Linked DNA regions of Sus scrofa: region 2 is linked to region 1. A link is a contact called in public HiChIP or PLAC-seq data. All regions are on one chromosome and are shown on one strand. The core of a region is the stretch at or near the end of the contact, and the rest is flanking DNA. Distances in the headings are between cores, read along the strand shown. Region 1 holds the start of RABGAP1L (rab GTPase-activating protein 1-like). Region 2 overlaps RABGAP1L (rab GTPase-activating protein 1-like).

Region 1 (6,224 bases), core at 2,152-4,651:
CTACAATATGGAAAGTAAAAGAAGTATGAAAAAGAGATTGTTGAGATACAAGTTCTGCTTAATTCCATTAACTATTCCTAATTAGGGTCCACTGCTAATCACATATTTACATGCAATTTCAAACACTGATCATAAAGTGAAATTTATTCACCACTCTGAAAAGCTGAGAATCAAGGCAAGTAATGTCTTTCTCCATGGTCACAATACTAAACCTCTCCTTAAAAACCTCTCCTTATGTTTTACCATAAGTCAGGCTCAAGTCTATACTTTGTTTGCCTCCATGATCGCTGGTAGCAAAAGCTCACCAAAAGACTACCGCCATAAGAAAATTTGGAGCTGTCCATGCCGTACCAGAGGCTGGACAAGCCTTGGGCCGCTGGTCATACTCAGATCCACTGTCTGATCTATTTACATAAAGCAAGAGTTATATACATGTAGTAACTCATTAAAACTTGTGAGACACAGCAAAAAAGCTCTTGTGCCTGGGAATCCTAAAGCCTATAGTGTCTGTGTCGTTCTCCAAACACCCTCTATCCAGCCATAATCATCTCTACACCGCTTCAAGACAATGGCAAGCTAGACTGTAGAGCCAGTTCTTTTCCCTCAATACAAGAAAATTTTGTGGAGTTCCCGTCGTGGCTCAGCGGTTAGCAAACCCGACTAGCATCCATGAGAATGCAGGTTCGATACCGGCCCTCGCTTATCGGGTTAAGAATCTGGCGTTGCCGTGAGCTGTGGTGTAGGTTGCAGACTCAGCTCAGATCCAGTGGCTCTGGCGTAGGCCGGTGGCTACAGTTCCCATTACACCTCTAGCCTGGGAAACTCTATGTGCCGTGGCTGTGGTACTAAAAGACAAAAAAAAGTTTTGCTACTTAGCTTCTCCTCTCTTCAAAGCTAACCTCTAGAAGCCTGGCTATCCTCAACTAATACTATTTTTACTTGGCGCAACAGAATTCCTTCTTTTGACTACTCCAAAAGAATGGATAAAAGGACTATCAGTTTTAATGCTGAATCAACTGAGTTCAAATGAATATACAGTAATTAAACAAGTTCAAATTTGGGTTAAGGCAAAAAAAATTTTAATTATAAGTTTTTAGAAGCCACAAATTTAGAATTGGTGAGCTAATAAACATGAAAACCCCTGTTTCACATACCCAATGAAATTCTGTTATTCAAATAAAAAACATTACAACTCATAGAGTGAAAAGAAAATGATCTGAATTACAAAACAATTAGCAAAAATTATCAGAACATCGTAATTATAATGTATAACATTCCCATCAAATAACTCAGGCCAAAAAAAAAAGTTATAAACTTAGTCACACCTTTTAAGGTTGATTCCTTCACTTACTTCATGTCCCAATAACATTGGGGACCTTGTTTCTAGCTTTCCAGAATACAATATTGGCTATATAATACATTCACATATAAACACTGCCCAACTACATCCATTCCTCCCCACATGACTTGGTGTGGGTAATATCAGGGCACATTATTGCCTGGCTTAATAGAGACACCACACTTTTTTTTTTCTTTTCTGTCTTTTTGTCATTTCTTGGGCCGCTCCCTCGGCATATGGAGGTTCCCAGGCTAGGGGTCTAACCGGACCTACGCCAGAGCCACAGCAGCGTGGGATCCGAGCCACGTCTGCAACCTACACCACAGCTCATGACAATGCCGGATCGTTAACCCACTGAGCAAGGCCAGGGATCAAACCCACAACCTCATAGTTCCCAGTCGGATTCGTTAACCACTGAGCCACAAAGGGAACTCCAATAGAGACACGACTCTAACTCAAGAGTCTCAACTCACCCCCCCAACCACTGAGTGTTTAATATAATATGATGATAATGTATACATTAAATTTATCTGGTCTTTCTCCTTTGTAATTTCATTGTCAGTTTCACATAAGACTCTGTTGAGATAATGAATCACAGGCCAGTTTTCCAGTACTGGCAACTTGTGCACCAATATTTTCCATGGACAAAATCCACTTCCAATTTGCCCACAAGCAAACTTCATGTTTGTATCTTCTGACATCAGACTATTGGATATACTACAAAAGTGCAACAGAAGCCACACATAAACACTCATGAGAAAAGTCAGAAGGCTTTCGTGATAATTATGTTTTCAGAATTCTAACAGGCAACTACCTACTTCCCTCCATGTACAAGAAAATGTAAATGTATTTTTAAAAATCCCTTAAGTTTCCAGTACCAAACATTCAGACCCTGAAATCAGTTTCCAGACAGCACTGAAATCTGTCAGGCAAGCAAAAGTTCTCCTTACCATTAGCAATAATGAGGATGGCATTTCTCATTACTTACATGAAACCCTCAAGTCTGCAAGTGACCATCTAATTTTGGTACATTTCTAAGATAATCCTATCTGAGTGTACAAGGAGAATACACAAGCACCTGGACCCAGAAACAGACCCTGTCAGACCAGTCCCCTAACACCCGGCCACCTCCTGCTAGCCGGTGGCCCCTTTCCACATGCTGACGCACTGCCCAGCCCTGCACCGTTGGCGACCAGTGCAAAGTACTAGCCCAGTCTCAGAAACTTTGACTCAGTTATCAGGACACTGAGCACATACAACCTGGACAGGGGTTGTTTGACATGGCCAGGCGGTCAACTTTGAAGCGGGGCATTTCTTGCAGGTAGAGATCTGCCCAGGACGCAGCCCATCCCAGACTGCAAAACCACAAGCATCAACAGCAAGAGCGGAGCAAAGTGCCGCCGGGCGGAGACAGGCGGAGCGCGAGGGCGAGACCAGGTCAAGAACACATGTCTGAATGTGGGTAAGAAAATCCTAACCACTCGCCCCCGGACGTGGGGCTGCTGGGACTTCGAACCCGGCAGCAGCCACAGTGCAGCAGCGGGCGGCAGCGGCGGAGGCGGCGACAATGTCAGGAGGGCACAGCTGAAAGCGAGCACCCGTCACCACCCGCCCCAGGTGAGGGGCGCCGACCCAGCCTGCCGCCTGCCTGCTCGGGCCGCGGGGGGCGGCCACCGGGAGAACGGCGATGTCGGGGAAGCGACCGACAATCCTAAACCCTCCTCCCGAGTCCTCTCGCATCCCGTCCCGGGCCCGGCCCCCACCACAATCCTCCTCCGGCTCAGCCCCAGGGACAACACCCCCAGCCGGGCCGGCGGCTCCGGGCCGCCCGTCCGCCCACCGGCCCCTAGGAGGCCGCCCTCGCCTCACCTCCTCACGTCTCCGCGGACAGGGCCGGAACAACTCTACCAGGCGCTCGAGTCCCACCCGCCGCCCCGCGCTCTGCGGCCGGGCCCGTCCCGTTCACTCCACAGCCGCCGGAGCCCTAGGAGGGCGGAGGGAGTAAGGCGGAGGGAGCGGAGTGGGGAGGGGAGGAGGACCGCCCGGCAGGAAGAGGCGAGGGAGGGGCGGGCCGAGAAGGAGGAGGAGGGTCGGGAGCGCGCGCGTCCGGGCCCCTCGGCGCGGCGTGCGCGCTCCTGAGGGCAGAAGCACCTCCTCTGCTCAGGGCGGTGGGCGCGCATGCGCACACATGTCTCCGCCTGGCCGAGATTTCGCTGGTGCAGGGGAGAGAAGAGCTGGCAGACCTGGGTTGTTAGGGGTAGGGACCTGGAAAGCGGCAAGAGGCGCTCGCCGCGCTTCAGAGCCTTCCGGAGAGATAACTGCGCCCGTGAACCAGCCCGTGCTGGCTCGAGCCCCGAGCGACCTGGGCCGAGTTTCTGCCCAGAAGTTACTGAGCTCTTAGATAATTCTGAGTTTAAGGCAGTTGTGTTCTTGCTCATAAAGCCTGGTTTACAAATATTTTCAGTCTTAATGTCCCGTAATCCTCAGAGAAGTCAATTTAAAGAATGCTACCTTTTCTCACCAGTTTCTTGTCTTCGCCTCTTTCAGTGTCTTGTGTACTTAGGAAGCACCACCTTGCTGGTTCGTTTTGTGGGACTCCGGGGAGACTGAATAAGAAAATATCCTGCGAGTAAGGAACTGGAAACATGTATTTATGAAGAAAATGTACCCTCATTTGCACCTTTTTATCCTTTAGGGTAATAAATTGGGGGTACAAACTATTAAAGATAAAAATAAGCCAACTCGTTTTCATCTACTAGTATTTACTGATCCTTCAACTCTGAACATCCTCCTTCCTAGATCCTGCAGCCAGAAATGACCAGGAAATTTTCCAAATTTCCTCAGCACTTTGTTACTATACATTTGTGTCACCTAATATATTCAGCTTTCTCTAGGGAAATCTGTGCAAAATTTTCTCCCACTAGAGAATCTTTGAGAACCTGCTTCATTCATTTTTAATCTTCCATCATGCCTAGTATAGTGTCTGACCCATAGAAACTACTCCATAAATGTTATCATACACTGAAGCCAGAGTTAAGTGCAGGTCCAATGGTTTCCGTTCTAGAATGGCTTCTTTGGTTTAAAATTCTCCCTTTGTCCCACTTCATTTCTCCTGTACTCATTTCCCTACCTAAGTCCAAAAGCCACCCTGAGAAATGTGTCATTTGTCCAAAGAGCCTTCTCAAATTCTACACATGCACACACACACCTACCTTTTTCCTAATTTAAATGTCTGTAGATGCCAGGACATATCAAGAATATCACATCTATTTTGTGTTTCCCCCACCTTGCCAGAAAGTCCTTTAACCTCCTGAGAGTCTACCTAGCTCTGGACCTCAATAAATGCTAAACTTTTGATATTTAATAAAGTTAAGGTTAGAATAACTCAATTCATCTGTGTTTATTAATAAATAAGCCAACAAGTAGATTCTAAGTCTCTGCTAAATAAATTACTATTAAACTTAACTCTGGGCACCATAAGAAAGACAACAGATGAAAAAGACATAGTTTCTGCCTTCTGATACCTGCTAACTGAAAAAAGCTTTCTGGCAAAAAGGGCAACACTCTTGGGAGTTCCCGTCGTGGCTCGGTGGAAACCAATCTGACTAGTATCCATGAGGACGCAGGTTCAATCCCTGGCCTCCATCAGTGGGTTAGGGATCCGGCGTTGCTGAGATCTATGGTGTAGGTCACAGACATGGCTGTGGCTGTGGCATAGGCCGGCAGCTACAGCTCCAATTGGACCCCTGGCCTGGGAACCTCCACATGCTGAGGGAGTGTCTCTAAAAAGAGAAAAAAAAAAAAAGGAAAAGGGCAATACTCTTATAATTATCTACACTCAATAAGAACCTTAGCTCCCAGAAAAGGAAATATATGTTTAAATCATAAGTCCAAAATAAGTTTAGTGTTCCCAAAATTCAGTTCCATATGCCTTTGGCAGCAATAATAATATCCACCATTGGCTGTTGCCAGTTAATTCTATTAAAGCGGAGCATAATAGCTAAGTCACTACTATAGGATCATTGATGTGACAGCTTGCTACAAAAAAAAAAAAAAAAGAACTCTGTTCCAGGGCCACATGTTACACCTCTAATCTCCAGGGGTCATTCTGTAAACCTGACCTCGTCCTCATAATAGAACTTGGATAAGAGATGTCATAAGAGAACCTAAATAAGAGACAGTGAAGGTGATTTGGTACAAGCTCATCCTCACAACCAGGAAAACAGTTCTAAGTACAGGCCAAAGAACTACGAACAAAGCATTCTTCATATAATGTGCGCTGCTCACGTCTCTCGCCTCTGTGACTTTCTTAGCATTAAGTATATGCTAGCAGTGCTGATCCATGAAAGGGCTGCAGCTCTCACTTTGAGGGGAAGTGTTATAAAATGTTCTAGCATGATTCATAACATGACAGAAACTGGTGGCCTAGATCCAGATCTAACCCATAAACACATTTAATTTGACCTGCATGGTGCATAAAAAATTAGCCAAGTTAAAAACCAGAGGATTTCACATGCTTTTCAGGCTTCTTTCTAAAAAGCAGAAGATCTGGTAACAGTGGGCTTACATTTTCACATGGTGACAGTAAGCTACAGGACATGCATTCTCTCTTTTCCCAAAGTCTATACATTCCTTATTGTACCCTATACTACCCTGTTTCCTTCATGTGGGTCTGCAATTCCAATTTAAAATATCATAATATTGGGGTTCCTGTCATGGCTCAGCACAGACGAATCTGACTAGCATCCATGAAGATGCAGGTTTGATCCCTGGCCTCACTTAGCAGGTTAAGGATCCGGCATTGCCATGAGCTGTGGGTGTAGGTCGAAGACGTGGCTCAGATCCGGCATTGCAGTGGCTGTGGTGTAGGCCAGCAGCTGCAGTT
Region 2 (6,224 bases), core at 2,356-4,855, 53 kb before region 1:
AACACACGAAAAAATGCTCAACATCCCTGAGTATTAGAGAAATGCAAATCAAAACTACCATGAGATACCACCTCACAGCAGTCAGAATGGCCATCATTAATAAGTCCACAAATAATAAATGCTGGAGAGGGTGTGGAGAAAAGGGAACCCTGCTGCACTGTTGGTAGGAATGTAAATTGGTACAACCACTGTGGAAAACAGCATGGAGGTTCCTAAGAAAACTATACATAGAACTACCATATGCTCCATACCAAAAAAACAAACAACCCCATCCAAAAAATGGGCAGAAGATATAAACAGACAGTTCTACAAAGAAGACATACAGATGGCCAAGAAACACATGAAAAGATGTTCAACATCACTCATTATTAGAGAGACGCAAATCAAAACCATGATGAGGTACCACCTTACACCAGCCAGAATGGCCGTCATCAAAGAGCCTACAAACAATAAGTGCTGGAGAGGGTGTAGAGAAAAAGGAACACTAGTACACTGTTGGTGGGATTGTAAATTGGTGCAACCACTGTGGAAAGCAGTATGGAGATGCCTCAGAAAACTAAACATAGAACTACCATTTGATCCAGCAATCCCACTCCTGGGCATCTATCCAGAGAAAACCATGACTCAAAAAGACACATGTACTCCAATGTTCATTGCAGCACTATTTACAATAGCCAAGACATGGAAACAACCTAAATGTCCATCAATAGAGGAGTGGATCCAGAAGATGTGGTACATATACACAATGGAACATTACTCAGCCATTAAAAAGAACGAAACACCACCATTTTTTGCAACATGGATGGACCTAGAAACTATCATGCTAAGTGAAGTCAGCCATACACTGAGACACCAACATCAAATGCTTTCACTGACATGTGGAATCTGAAAAAAAGGACAGACGGAACTTCTTTGCAGAACAGATGCTGACTCACAGACATTGAAAAACTTATGGTCTCCAGAGGAGACAGTTTGGGGGGTGGGGGGATGTGCCTGGGCTATGGGATGGAAATCCTGTGAAATCAGCTTCTTATGATCATTATACAACTACAGATGTGATAAATTCATTTGAGTAATAAAAAAAAACTACCATATGACCCAGCAATCCCACTCTTGGGCATATATCTGGACAAAACTTTCCTTGAAAAAGACTCATGCACCTGCATGTTCACTGCAGCACTATTCACAATAGCCAAGATATGGAAACAAACTAAATGTCCATGACAGATGATTGAATTAGGAAGATGTGATATATGTATACACAATACTACTCAGACATAAAAAAATAAAATAATGCCATGTACAGCAACATTGATAGAACGAGAGACTATCATACTAAGTGAAATAAATCAGAAAGAGAAAGAAATATACCATATGATATCACTTATATCTGGAATCTAATATACAGCACAAATGAAGCTTTCCACAGAAAAGAAAATCATGGACATGGAGAACAGACTTGTGGTTTCTAAGAGGAAGGGGGAGGGAGTGGGATGGATTGGGAAGTTGGGGTTAATAGATGCAAATTATTGCCTTTGGAATGGATAAGCAATGAGAACCTGCTGTACAGCACTAGAAACTGTATCTAGCCACTTATGATAGGGCATGATAATGTAAGAAAAAAGAATGTATATATGTATGTGTGACTGGGTCACTTTTGCTGTATAGTAGAAAATTGACACAACACTGTAAACCAGCTATAATGGAAAAAAATAAAAATCATTTTAAAAAAAATCATAAGTTCTTTCTAGCCCAGTGTGTCCATGGGAAAGTCATCTCACTTCCATGAACATACTGGTTTCTTTAGCTGAAAAATAAGGGGTTTCACTAGTTGTTCTCCAAGATGGCAAGGCTCTAAAAAAATTTACACATCATTTATTTTCTGAATATACCTGTAGATGAAGAAGAAACAGAATACAGATGAAAAGTCTGAGGCACAGAGAAATTAAATAATTCCTCTAATAAAGTACAGAGCAGAAGTAGAATTTATAAATCCTCAGTTAAGAAATCTTATTTACTAGCATATTACTTTTCTAAGGGCTGGCAGCATTACACTATTACAAACATTTTCAGCCAATTATATCTTCTGCCCTCACATAATACACTCAATGAAAGTAAACCAAAATACAACACCAAGCAGAATTAAGAAAGAAAAGGAGTGAATTAACGTTTACTGTGTATTTCCTACATAAGTGGAACTACGTTAACAGAAGAAATGGTCATTACCAATTTGTTGCGTCTAGTATAGAGAGACCCAAAGAAGTAACCAAAACTTCAACTTGGCAACCAGACATGGTTCCTGATGCCAAAGGAAAGAAAAGGGATTTCCCTGCTGCCCTCTTCAACTATTTGAGCTGCACAAGAATCAGCAGTTAGGAAGCCTCAATCATTGTCCAAGAAGATACAACACCAACACAACTAAGGAACTGAAGTAAAATGATTTTTAAAGAATGTTTTTTTTTCCTATTAAAGCCTACAATCAAAGATCTGATTTCTGTCTCTGAAGCACAGAATCTTCTGGGTGTACTAGAACACTGAGTATTTCTGAGATATGCCTGGCTTAACACCTTCTTACTCATGAGAAGAAATTTAAATATACAGTACCCAAAAGCTTCTTGGCATATGATGTGCATGTATGTTTGTCTGTGTGTATGCATTTGTATCTGCCTAGTTCTTCAGAACTAATGATCCATATCAAAGAGTTAGAATTCATCGACATCCCTCAAATAAACTAGGTTTCAAAAAAATGCATTTTCCTTGGTTTGGTAGAATTTCTAACAAAGGGATTACATACATTTCTATACATTTCGTACTACTTTCTAATTTTTTCGGTAAAATGATTCAGTAGGATGCTTATGAGAAAAGTTAAGAAATGTGAAAAAAAGTTTTGCAATGCTTAAAAAATGGTACCTTCTGGAGTTCCTGTTGTGGCTCAGCAGTAATGAACCTGTCTAGTATCCCTGAAGACACAGGTCAATCCCTGGCCTAGCTCATTGGGTTAAGGATCCTGCATTGCTGTGAGCTGTGGTGTAGGTCATAGATGTGGCCAGATCCCATGTTGCTGTGGCTGTGGCATAGGCCAACAGCTACAGCTCTGATCCAACCCCTGGCCTGGGAACTTCCATATGCCACAGGTGAGGCCCTAAAAAGACAAAAAAAAAATTTTTTTTTTTTTTTTTTTTTTGTCTTTTTGCTATTTCTTGGGCCGCTCCTGCGGCATATGGAGGTTCCCAGGCTAGGGGTCAAATCGGAGCCATAGCCACCAGCCTACGCCAGAGCCATAGCAACGCAGGATCCGAGCCGTGTCTGCAACCTACACCACAGCTCACGGCAATGCCGGATCGTTAACCCACTGAGCAAGGGCAGGGACCGAACCCGCAACCTCATGGTTCCTAGTCGGATTCGTTAACCACTGCGCCACGACGGGAACTCCCCAATTTTTTTTTAATTTTAAAAAAAGGAAGCTTCCAAATTCTACTACACAAAAACAAAGAAATACAAAAAACCACCAAGAATAATTTGAAGAAGCTAGTATATAGGAAATTTCATGACATGTACCTAAAATTTCATAACTACATAGTTTCTATGAAATCATATAAGGTCATATGACAAAGCAAAGGGGAAAAGGATCTTGCTGAGATGAAAACTATATAAACTACAAACTGAGTCACTGTGCAATGGGAAAATAGTCCAAAGTAAAAACCATTCTAGAACTGCTTTATACTTTGCAAGGTTTCACTCTCACAAGACAAATAAAACCCAAGAGTATTTTACATAGTTAGAAGAAAAAATTATTCAATGGCCTCATAACCATTTCTATTGAATACCCCACCTAAAGAATGTTTTTAAATGCTTTCTGATGTTTTAAACAGGAAAAGCGTAATAAAATACAAAGCATCAGAAATCCAGTATGTGACAGCTTCTCATGTTTCTAAATCTGCATGTTGATGCCCATCTTCGATTTGTCATGCCTTTGAATCCTAAGTTACAAGCCACAACAGACTTGTTGCCATACTGAGAGCAGAGATTGGAATATTAGAGCCTTGGGGTCTCCAAGAGCATTCACACAGACTCCAATTAGTTTTTTAAAAAACTGTTGCTGCTGAAGATGAACACATTACTTAACAGGCAGTTATAAGGTAGGCTCCAACTGGATGGCCTAGACAGATTTCAAACTCAACATATTCAAAAATCAATACTTTAAATCTTTCCCCCCATCAGCCTAATAGCCAACCCACACCACCCTCCTGCAGACTTTTTTCTTTCTTTCTTTTTTTTTGGTCTTTTGTCTTTTTAGGGCCACACCTGTGGCATATGGCGGTTACCAGCCTAGGGTAACCTGAATCAGAGCTGTAGCCGCCAGCCACAGCCACAGCCACAGCCACAGCCACAGCCACAGCAATGTGGGATCAGAGCCACATCTGTGACCTACACCGCAGCTCACAGCAATGCAGGATCCTTAACCCACTGAGTGAAGCCAGGGATCGAACACGCATCCTCATGGATACCAGTAGGGTTTGTTAACCACTGAGCCATGACGGGAACTCCCAGACTTTCTCATCCTGATTGAGGGCAACTCCATCCTTCTAGTTACTCCAGTAAAAAGTACTGCTCAGGCTACTACTTTCTTTCTCACCTTCCTCAATCAATCAACCTCTGTCTCTCCCTCCCTCTCTCTTTACCCCCACCCACACCCTGACTTTACAGCTATAATGTAAGAAAATTCCTTTGGCTCTACCTTCAAATCACATCCAGAAATTATCCGCTTTTTATCACTACCACTGCCACTACCCAGTTCTAGCCACCATCATCTCTCATCAAGATTATTCTACAAGCTGCCTAAATAATCTCTCTGCGTCTTTACTTGTTCCCTGTAGTCTATTTTCAAAAACACAAAGAATGGTCTTTTTAATGTAGTTATTACCGGCCCTCTGATCAGAACCCTCCAATGGCTCCCCCATTTCACTCATAATAAAAGCCAAAAGGGGAGTCATGGCGCAGTGGTTAGAAAATCCGACTAGGAACCATGAAGTTGTAGGTTCGATCCCTGGCCTTGCTCAGTGGGTTAAGGATCCAACGTTGCCTGAGCTATAGTGTATGTCACAGATGCGCCTCAGATCCCATGTTGCTGTGGCTCTGGCGTAGGCCAGTAGCTACAGCTCTGATTAGACCCCTAGCCTGGGAACCTCCATATGCCTGCCGCGAGAATGGCCCAAGAAATGGCAAAAAGACAAAAAAAAAAAAAAAAAAAAAAAAAAAAGGCCAAATGACCTTCGAAGTCATTACACGCCTGTACTAAAAACTCACCCTTCCTCACTACTTCCCCCTCCCCATCTTACATTTATTACTTATCCCCTACAATTCTCTGCCTGGTTGACTCGACTCCATCCATCTAAAACAATCTCCTTACTTTCTCTCAAACAACCACGGCACACTTGCTGTGCTGTGAACACTCTTCTCCCAGATGTCTGCTTGGTTAACCCTTTAGTCCCCTGTTCATATCTTGCCTCAAATCTCATCTTCTTCTGAGACTTACCCTGATTACCTTATCTGTCTGCTTTTCCACCACCAACTTCCAATCCCCCTTTATCCTACTCTACTTACTCTTTTTTCCAGAACACTTATTTTCTAACACAATCTAATTTACTTTTGTATTACACTTAATGTTTATTGCCTGTCTCCCTCACTAGAATACAGCATCTTCAAAGGCAAGAATCTTTGTCTTATTCACTGATGTAAACCAAGCACCTAGAACTACGTCTGGCACATAGAAGACAGGTAAATATTTGCTGAACAAATGAAAGAGTGCCCAAGATGAGTAAGGTCAGTTCCTAAAACTAGTATCCTTCACCTTGATCAGGACTTTGTCTCTAAAGGGACAGGATAAGAGTACTGATGGTCTCTTTCACTGGATAAGTAGCCAGCACGCACTCTTGACATTATATAGAATTTCCATGGGTTTATGATATAATGACGTAACTAGAAAACAGAGTAAATTAAAATGTTAGACACTTCCTCACTGAATTTCCCATTTATGCAAAAAAAAATGAGAACACTGGCTAGAGAGTTAATCACATTAAGAAGTTGGTATTTTTGTGAGTGTGAATATAGATGGTATCGTTACGAGGAAGTCCTTATCTTAACAATACATAGTGAAGTATTTACAGGTTAAATCACATGATATCTGAGATGTGCTTAATATAATCATAGGGGAAAGCACAGGG

The links. HiChIP or PLAC-seq counts read pairs in DNA pulled down with a chosen protein or histone mark.
Region 2: a contact with region 1 is called in an H3K27ac HiChIP or PLAC-seq map of alveolar macrophages. The contact joins the enhancer-like site here to the promoter of RABGAP1L in region 1. A contact is called at or near these places in 1 of 5 promoter capture datasets (liver), 5 of 47 Hi-C or Micro-C datasets (alveolar macrophages, embryonic fibroblasts, fibroblasts and 2 more) and 1 of 2 datasets of contacts at active chromatin or transcription factors (alveolar macrophages).

The regions. Positions count from the first base shown.
Region 1 is chr9:116,399,595-116,405,818 of Sscrofa11.1, reverse strand. It overlaps RABGAP1L (rab GTPase-activating protein 1-like), which reads right to left and starts at 3,401. Exons shown (of 26, transcript XM_021102607.1): 1 at 3,209-3,401.
Region 2 is chr9:116,452,897-116,459,120 of Sscrofa11.1, reverse strand. All of the region lies in intron 1 of RABGAP1L (rab GTPase-activating protein 1-like), which reads right to left. Among named protein-coding and RNA genes, the nearest start is that of RABGAP1L, 54 kb to the right of the region's middle. Within about 2 kb of position 3,605, at least 1 of the 83 cell types and tissues checked has an H3K27ac peak or open chromatin away from gene starts, as enhancers often do. A contact at or near this core is called in alveolar macrophages, where this site is marked.